2 separate regions of the Zea mays genome follow, and region 2 is linked to region 1. Evidence: chromatin contacts called from public Hi-C data. All regions are on one chromosome and are shown on one strand. Each heading gives the region's core, a stretch centred on a gene start, on an enhancer-like site or on the middle of the called end of the contact. The rest is flanking DNA. Distances are from core to core; before and after follow the strand shown.

Region 1 (4,688 bases), core at 983-3,482:
CCTTCTGGCTGTTTAATAAGAACTGGATCAGCTTTAATTTAAAAGTAGCAGCTGATCTGACTGTTTTACCCCTGTCGATTTACCCGCGCCTGCACCCACACCCACGCCCACGGTCTGCAGCCCCCACGCGACTTGGAGAAGAGCAGAACCTGCATTGGAGAAGAGCAGAACTACACCCACGTTCTGCATATGAGAAAAAGCAAGCAATAATTACAGACTTGATACCTGCACTAGTACCTTGCAATAAGATTACAACACAAATACCTCACAATAATTACAACAGCACCACTAACCTTACAATGGTCTGTAGCAGCAAACCTTATACAGACTTGATACATGAGAATCACATTAGAATTTTCACACAAGCATCAGATACATCAGTTAGACTCACCATAATAAAGCATCACATCAGATTTACACACAAGCTTCAGATGAGAATTTTTCACACAAACCTCACATCAGATAGACATGGCTCTCCATATGAGAAAAGGCAAGTAGCCATCTCAAACTTTCTTAGATACATAATAGTGGTTGAGTTCACATCTCAGATACATGCTACTAATAGTGGTCGAGTTCACATCTCAGATACATGCTACTAATAGTGGTTCAGTTCACATCTCAGATACATGCTACTAATAAATACTAGCTGATTTCACATATCAGCATCTTTAGTTCCCATGGCTGAATTCTTTAACAGATGAATAGCCTTTGATGCCACACATGCACTAGTAGGTGTAGTGGTCTTTCTTCTAGCGCTGGAGGTACAATTGTGTTCATCAAGTAACACTGTCACCTACAACACAAACAAAAAAATCAATTAGTAACCATATAAATGAAGGACAATGTTACATACAAAAATCAAAGGCCACCAATTATAAATACCATAACAGTCTTCCCATCGGGTTGCCTACGGCCCACGATATGCCACGGGCAATCCTCCCCTTTGCAATCACCAATAAATCGACTCGGGTCAGTTTTCACGATTTGCAGCTCAAACTCTTCATTTATAGCAAACTGTCTCATAGCCAACCTAAATTCACGCATGCTTGGGTACACAGTTCCAATATCCATACAAGGATTATCCGGATCATGCACCACCACCCTCTCCCCTGGTATGTCATCATTAACAAGGATGGCTGCACCAAGAGTGTCATTGTCAACAAAGGTGTCATTGCCACTAGCTGCATGTGCATTGTCTGCCTGCTCGAAAGTTTCACTACCCTTATCAGCAGCCTCATCCTCATCTCTTAGCCCCAATAGCACATACATTTGGTTATCATCAACTATTTCTATCCTTCCTTCTTCATCTGTACTATCAAAAATATGTAGTGTGTCCCAGTCAATAGCAGCTAGTGGCTGATCATGTCGAACATGAGCTTCTACTATTGCTAAAGACTCATCATCAATGCTGGAAATAAATAGGTTAGCGGTTAGCGAAATTGCACTGCTACTGTGCTTCCTACTCGTCAACTAACAACAAAGTGATAGCAGAGCATACCCATGGAAATCATCAATTGAGATGGACTCCATCCGATAACTACCTTTTTCCTTTTCTTATGTAACCTAGGGTTTGGATTTTAGGAAACAGAATGTACTGATTATTTTGTAGGCATGCTGGCAATCAAACATCAAATCAAAAATGCAAACCCCGTTCTCTTACACCTGTTGTAGGAGGAGCAGCCAACGTGGAGGGCGTCGACGGCGGCGATGGTGGAGAGCTTCGGGGCGGCAATCGAACAACCACCGGCTGCAGTCGGTGGTGTGGGGACCGGAGAGCGCTGGCTGCTGGCGCAAGCCCCCTGCTGGCGTGGGCGCGGTGAGGAGCCTGGGCGTGGATGAGGAGACCTCAGGTGAGGAGCATGGCGGCGGGTGAGGACCCGTGAGGAGCTTGGCCTGTTGGCCACGGTGAAAGAAAGAAGACCGTGAAAAATCTCCCGTGAATGTGAAAGAGATGATGAGGGGCAAAAGAGTCAAGTCGCCTTCTCTAATTAAATTAAAACCATTTCAGGTTTTGGTAAACAACCAAAAGGCATTCTAGCGTATATGCGGTTGTTTATAATGGCACCTAGGCGAAACCAATTCACTTGATGGCAATCCAGTATATGCGGTTGTTTATAATGGCACCTAGGCGAAACCAATTCACTTGATGGCAATCCAGTGAAGCCCACGTTTCATAATGGTCCAGTTCCAAATTTCTCTTCGGTTCGTCGTCCTCGTCCCCACTCCCCACCTGCGCAGCTGCGCTGCGCCATCTCGAATCCTCTCCTTCCACCATCTCGAACCTCTCCTTCCGTCTCCTCCCCGGCCGATTCTTCCAGTCTCCAGCCACCTTCAACTGCCGGCCGCAAGTGGCCCCGCGTCTCACCCCTAACCCCAGTGAAGAATCTAGGCGTCGTCTATCCAGCCCCGTCATCATCACCATGGAGGAGGTACTCCGCTCCATCCTCTCTTGCTTCTCCTCCCGCTCCCGCTCCCGCACCCGCACTCAATCCGTAAGTTTTGCTCAATCGATTCGAATCGTCTGCCATGCTTTCCGGATTGTGTAAGGATTTCCCTGTTTGGTTACATCCTGCCACCGATAAGCACTAACCCGACCTTGGTGACGGTATTTCTATTTCGGGAAGATGCCTGTGTAGATGTATTCGGCGTTCGCTGCCATTCCCAACCTCTGCCAACCGGAACCAACTTGGACAAAATTGTCTGCCTCTGCATATCTATTACAACTTGTTCGACATACTAGATTACACTCCACATATTTACGAGTCTGATATGCATGATGTTCAGATTTCGGTTCACTTGTCAACCATAGAGTCTATCTTGTTCGCCCCATTTCTTGTGTTGAGAATGCACAAGAGGGCCAATTTGATTTCGTTCCTCCTGCTACTACTACTGATGCAGCATGGGCTGTGGTCCAGCGGGGCCAGCGACAAGAACAAGTCCATGGTTGAGCAGCTGCAGAGGTACGGGGTCATCAGGTCGACCAAAGTCGCGGAGGTGATGGAGGCCATCGACAGGGGGTTGTTCGTGCCACCTGGGGGCTCGCCATACCACGATAGCCCCATGCCGATTGGGTACAATGCCACCATATCAGCACCACACATGCATGCGGCTTGCCTGGAGCTACTGGAGAAGAATCTTCAGCCTGGAATGCGAGCTCTCGATGTTGGGTCAGGTAACTTATTGTGTAATTGGTAGGATTAGGCTTACGGAGGAAGTACGTGGGGTAGGTTTTAGATCTAGTACCAGGACCCCGACGCTTGGGCACCGTCATCCCAGGCTTTAGTCCTGTTGGCAGGGCGTGGTATTGTTCACGCGATGAACAGTACCCACCGACAAACAGTGTCGCGGGTGAACAGTACAAGGTCAAATAGTAGATGCGTTGAGGGGAAGCACGAGCAAGATACTTGCCTTCTTGGTTTATTCCTTAGCCAAAAGGGCTATATGTGGCTGAGACAGCAGCCTCAAACTCTATCCAAGACTTACAAACTCTATCCGATCTAACAAACTCTATCAGATCTTACAACCTAAGCAAACTAACAAACGACTGTATGGGATGCCGGTCATATCATCTCTCCCGGCCTCCAAAAATAGCTCGTCCTCGAGCTGAATGTTGGGGTAGAGGCGTCGAAAATTCATCCACCCAAATTAGTCCCTGCCACAACGTCGTGGTCATGAGGACCTGTTGAAGCAGAGACATTGGCCGGGATGTCATCGTCAATGAAGTCGGACAACTCCAAGTAGAAGAGGCGTTGACAGACGTGGTTGCGGACATATGGTTCGTCGCAGTTGTAGCAGAGTCCTTGACGCTTGCGCTCTTGTTGTTCAGCCGGGGTTAGCCGGCAGAAGGGCCTCGACTGTGCTGAGGAGGCGTCTGAAGTTGAGGATCTGGTCGGCGACGTGCCCCCTGGCGTTGTAGCGGTCAAGCGATGTTCGAATGCTCGAGCTAGATACATGGCTTTCTGCAAGTCCTGAGGCTCACGGAGTTCTACGTCTATCTTGATATGTTCTGGCAGACCGCCTACAAACAGGTCGACTTTCTGAGTGGCGGAGAGGTTACCAGCATGGCACAACACGACGTTGAAGCAGTTGGCATAGTCTTGGACTGTAGACGTGAATGGAAGGCGTGCGAGCTCAACCAGCCTGGTGCCACAAAGTGCCGGCCCAAAACGCAGGTGCACAATTCTCGAAAGCGCTCCCATGAGGGCATCCCTTCGTCCTGCTCGAGTACATAGTACCAAGTTTGTGCGACGCCGGTGAGATGACATGAGGTGAGCCACGTGCGATCCGAAACTAGGTTGTGTTGCCCGCGAAAGAATTGTTCGCATTAGTTGAGCCAGTTAAGGGCTTGTTCGGTTTGAAGGAGTTTGAGGGGGATTGGAGGGGATTAAATCCCCTCCTATTTAAATTTGTATAGAAGGGGATTTAATCCCCTCCAATCCCCCTCAATCCACACCTAACCGAACAAGCCCTAAGAGGATCCCCGTCACCGTCAAAGATGGGGAACGTGAGCTTGTAGAAGCGCAAGGTCGGCAAGCTAGCGTTCGCCCCAAGCCCTAGTGGTGTTGGGGTGCTGTCGGCCGATGGCACAGGAGGTCGTAGGCGCTGCTGCCATAGAGTAGGGGCCCATCGTCCCTCGGAGAGGGGGGTGTGGCCACGATAGACCTCCCTGAGGGATGACTGCACCCAAT
Region 2 (4,688 bases), core at 564-3,063, 130 kb before region 1:
CACAATTACTTATTAACAAGTGTCAGTAACCTATTTCAAAATGAATTCATGCAAACTTAGTGTCATATAGAAAGATGAACAAATACATCACCCTTGAGCGGTATAATATGTAAAAGGATATTGAAAAGAACATAAAATAATGGTGATAACACAAGTTGTATAAGTTAGCACAATGATGCCAAAATATATATGTGTATATATATACCAACTGTCTTCTCAGGGAAAGATGACAAGACAACAAACTTCACAATATTATGTCCATCCAACCACAATGGGAATTTCATGCCCTCATAAACGATGCCAACCTGATTTCAAAATAATAATAATCAAATTTATGCACCATTTTTTTTAAAAAATGTAACGGGTTGGAATTACTACACTAGGCAAGAATAACAGACATATTGAAAAAAAAGAGAAAACAAAGAACACCTGCTTCAAGATTGTTTCTTCAGCCAAATCAGCACGGCTCTCCAGTATCTCCCAGTCATCCTCACTGTAGGGTTCAATACTGATCGAGTCAGCTTTGGCCAGAGAACGAGCTACGCTCAACTGTGCTATAGTTCCATCAGGCAGCGAGATGCAGTCTGCCAACTCTTGTGCAACCTGCAAGACAGACCATTGATATCACAATACTGCAAATGTCTGGTACACTTTTGCTGCATAACGTACACACACAGGCCACATGAGGGTGTTTCAGGTAACCAAACTGAGGACAAACAAAAGAAGGCCATCAAAGTTCTACTTCTACATGCAGAGATATCGAACGGAATACAAAACTGACAAGGAAATATGAAACAGCTTCACGGTTTTGATCCCTGCAAGGTTACAATTCCAATTTCTCACGCCAACTGTGAAGACCACAGCATCACTCTGTCTGACACTCCACGACCAAATTCACTCCACACGACATCGTGGTATGGTATCAAGCAAGTGACAAGCTCAATTCCAAATTTCCGACAGCAAGCATCGATTCAACCAAGGGTTGACGAATAATTCTGGAAACTTCCGGGCACAGGGTGACAGGGACTCCAAGTGACAAAATTACAGAGACATGTGGCTGGGGCCCGCTCACCTCGATGGCGCTGGATCGGGAAGCGGCGCCGGACCAGGCGAGGGACCAGCGGGCGCCGGCGGGACCGCGAAGTTCGAGCGCGAGGACGGGCGGGAGGTCGCCGGTGGCTGAGGTGCGCTCCAAGTCGTGGATGAGGTGAAGCGGGAGCGCGGCAAAGCAGCTCCGGGCGCCGCCCACCACGTGAACCTGCACTTCCAGCCCGCCGCCGCTCATGGCTGCTAAACTGCTTGACGCCTCCCCGCGCGGCCGCGCCCCAGCCCTTCTGCCTCTCGGCGCTCTCGCAGTCTCGCTTCTCTCTCCTTGATGATGCTCTCTATTTGGTCAAACAAAAGTTTAAGTTCAGGGTTCGCAATTTTGGAACCGAAATTCCGAAATTTCTGAAATTTTCTTCGTTTCGGCTGGAGCTTCGGACTCCGCGCTAAAACGGGCTCTAAAACAGCCCACAAATCCCATAAACCATAAATCGTGACTCACTCTCCCTCCCATCCACCCATCCCACCTGATTTGTTGGCGGCGGCGCTCCAGTCATCACTCGCGCAATCACGCTCACCTCTGCCGACAGCCGGCGGCCCGACGCTCCCTCTGCTCGGTCGTGCACTCAGCTCGCGCGCTCACCCCTCGACGCTCGCGTGCTCCCTCTGCTGCTCCCTGGTTGCGCTCCTCTGCTCTCCCCCACACCGTCGTGCGCGCTCGCCTCCCCGCGGCCGCTCTCTCCCCCCGTGCGCTCCCTCTTGCATCTGCATCCCGCTGCCGCTCCTTTGCTGCCTCTGCTGCGTGACTGTGTCCCGCGGACACGCCCATTGGTTCACCTCCAGGTCCTCGATGTCGCATGCTCCTCCTCGTGCTGCAAAATTGGAAATGCCTTGTTTTAATAATATAGTTAGCTACACAATTGAAAATGCCTTGTTTGAGTTTTGGTTGTGATGGAAATGCCTTGTTTGCAGTTTTGATTGTGATGGAAGGATGCAGTGTACGGGGCAAGGGAAAAGAGCCATGTATTGGTGAATCGTCATCGGGTGCAGCCTGTGAATGGTTGGTTACTACCGATGGTAAGGCTTTCTAGCATTAGATTAGCACTATTGAGTTCTCACATGCAAACTGGAAGTAGAAATTTTAGTTCTCTAGTGGAAAGTCATGCATGAATTACATTGTTAATTTCATGCCACATAAATTTGTTTATTGTTTTGCGTCATTTATTTTTATATTACTAGGAACTTGCAAACAACTACAAGGTTCTATTGATGACCCATGGAGTCATGGTGAGAAGTGGAAGAAACAGGGATTCAAGTGTGCTTATTGCGGGTGTGCTAAGGAGAGTGGAGGTAAGACCCGTCTAAGGTGCCATCTAGCTGGTTTGTCTATGCAAGAGGGAAAAAGAGGCAGATTCTAAAGAGCATGAACTCTTTGTGGATATGGATCTAGCATATAGTGATGCTAGAAGAGAATAAATACCTAAGGATCAAGCTGGACAGATGGCGTGGACACTAAGGGAATCATTGTTGGATCAAAGGACATCTGTCAATAGCCCACCTTTAGGCAGAAGTAGCACTGGGACAAGCAATACCACCCCACCATTAGCTGCAGGCTCTCGTAGGTAGAGTAGGATGGATAGATACTATCGGAGTTCAAGTGTGACTCAGGACATATGTGATATAGATTTGCAATGCAGTAAGATGTCAACATAGCCTAGGATAGACGTTATGTTGCATGGGGGTAACAAAGAGAGACTTGGTAAAACTTGGGTGAAATGGTTCCATGCCAATGGTATTCCTGGAAGGAAAGCAAACTGCCCATATTTTGTAGCAGCGGTAAACTATCTCAACAGCTTGGGGAAGGAGTGGCTGTTCCAAGGGGAAGAGATATAGATGGGCCATTACTAAATATGAACTATGAGGACCTACAGACTCACATGGACCAATACAAGGAAGGTTGGGGTCGCTTTGGGGTCACTATTATGTGTGATTCATGGAGAGGGCCAACCATGATGTGCATTATTAATTTTATGATTTGTTGCAATGGTTGCATGTTCTTTCATAAAACTGTGGATGCAACTGGTCAAATACAAAATGCAGAATTTATAGTTTACAATTTCATGTTTGCACCCTCATGTTTGCTGCTAGTATAGTTTAGAATTTCTAAAATTTCTATCTAGTTGTCATGTTTTTTGTGGATGCCTATTGTAGGGGCTGCACTTGATCCAAAAGCACTTTTTTTATACATCAAAATTAGCCACCCATCATAGTGCTATATTGGTTGTAACATTGGCAATCAAGAAGCTAGCACACTCACCTATAGAAGCATCAATTGCAATTGATCAATTTACAAGAACATTTAGCAAAAAAGAGAAGTTATTTGGATCACTAGAGGCTCGATCCTCGGCACTTCGTGCTGATGCTAATCCTGGTAAAGTATCCTTTCCTTGTCCAAATCAACTTCTATCATTGTAGTTGATTGCTATTTACAACTTTCGTTGATATTTATATTGTTTTATTCATTGTAGCTGATTGGTGAAATTCATACGGAGGGCAATGCAAAGAATCACAGTGTTGTTCATCTAGTGGTTGTGAGCATAACTGTAGTATGTTTGCTCTAGTCCATACTAAGTTGAGAAATCTCTTAGGCTATGAGAAGCTAGATAGGTTAGTCTATGTCCATTATAACTTAAAGTTTCTGATCCAACAATTTGTACTTGACAATCCCCAAGAAAAGGAGATAGATCCATATAGTGTGATGATGGATGTTGTTCTTTTTTATGAAAATAATCCAATCTTAGAGTGGTTCAGCAACTCTAGATCTGAGTCTAGACCAATCCTTGATGGAAATGATGACGACAACAATTACTGGGATGCACCTGGTAATTTCTCATTGAAGAACTGCAAATGAGTAAATCAGATGTGGCTGCATTCAAAAGGAATCTTAGTTTTGGTAAAAATAGCAGACGGAATAAACCAATGAGTCAATTAGATGAGGAAGAAGAGTTTGAAGATGACTATGAGTCAGATTCTCCACATGGTAGTCCATTGTATGATGAGCCATGGGACATTTGTTCTGATGATGAAGGTAATTGTGAGATCTTATTGTGATCCATTTTATCTCCATGTTAATATTTTGTTTGAAACCTGATCTGTTCCATATGTGGTGGTCATGTGTTAGGAAACAACTCAGGCGGGGTTGATTGCTTGGAAGATAAATTGGGTTATGATATCATGGCCCCTAGGATGGTGATATCCTGGCCCAAGGCTTAATATAATTAATAGAGTACTCATATCAACAAGGTGCATCTTCTTTTTCGGAAGCCTATCTCGAAAGAACTTCCAAGTTAAGCGTGTTTGGCTTGGAGCAATTTGGGATGGGTGACCGACCAGGAAGTTTTCTCGAGTGCACATGAGTGAGGACAAAGTGCGCACAAAAGACTCGTGTTGGTCTGTGGGGACGATATATGATCCTAGAGAGCTGCCAGGAGTAAGTACCGCCGGTCCAAGGATTGGACTGAGTGTTACAAGTGGTATCAGAGCTGACCCTCGCGGTTTCACGGGCGTGTGTGGGTTAGAGGGTTCGGGTATATGACACATGACACATATGGGCCCGGAGTGGTCATATGGCATGGCATATGACG

The links. A called contact is a pair of places that touch in the nucleus more often than the background predicts.
Region 2: a contact with region 1 is called in a Hi-C map of ear, with 4 times the contacts expected there. The contact joins the promoter of LOC103653276 here to the promoter of LOC100272355 in region 1. A contact is called at or near these places in 8 of 25 Hi-C or Micro-C datasets (ear, endosperm, leaf and 2 more).

What each region holds. Positions count from the first base shown.
Region 1 is chr4:56,462,162-56,466,849 of Zm-B73-REFERENCE-NAM-5.0, reverse strand. LOC100272355 reads left to right here and starts at 2,232. Exons shown (of 4, transcript NM_001146838.1): 1 at 2,232-2,429; 2 at 2,899-3,172. The coding sequence starts at 2,421. It overlaps LOC103653273, which reads right to left and starts at 1,985. Exons shown (of 4, transcript XM_008680213.4): 1 at 1,663-1,985; 2 at 1,499-1,563; 3 at 883-1,408; 4 at 459-793. The coding sequence starts at 1,530. The coding sequence ends at 653.
Region 2 is chr4:56,595,837-56,600,524 of Zm-B73-REFERENCE-NAM-5.0, reverse strand. It overlaps LOC103653276 (peroxisome biogenesis protein 1), which reads right to left and starts at 1,813. Exons shown (of 16, transcript XM_008680215.4): 1 at 1,073-1,813; 2 at 430-603; 3 at 206-305. The coding sequence starts at 1,285.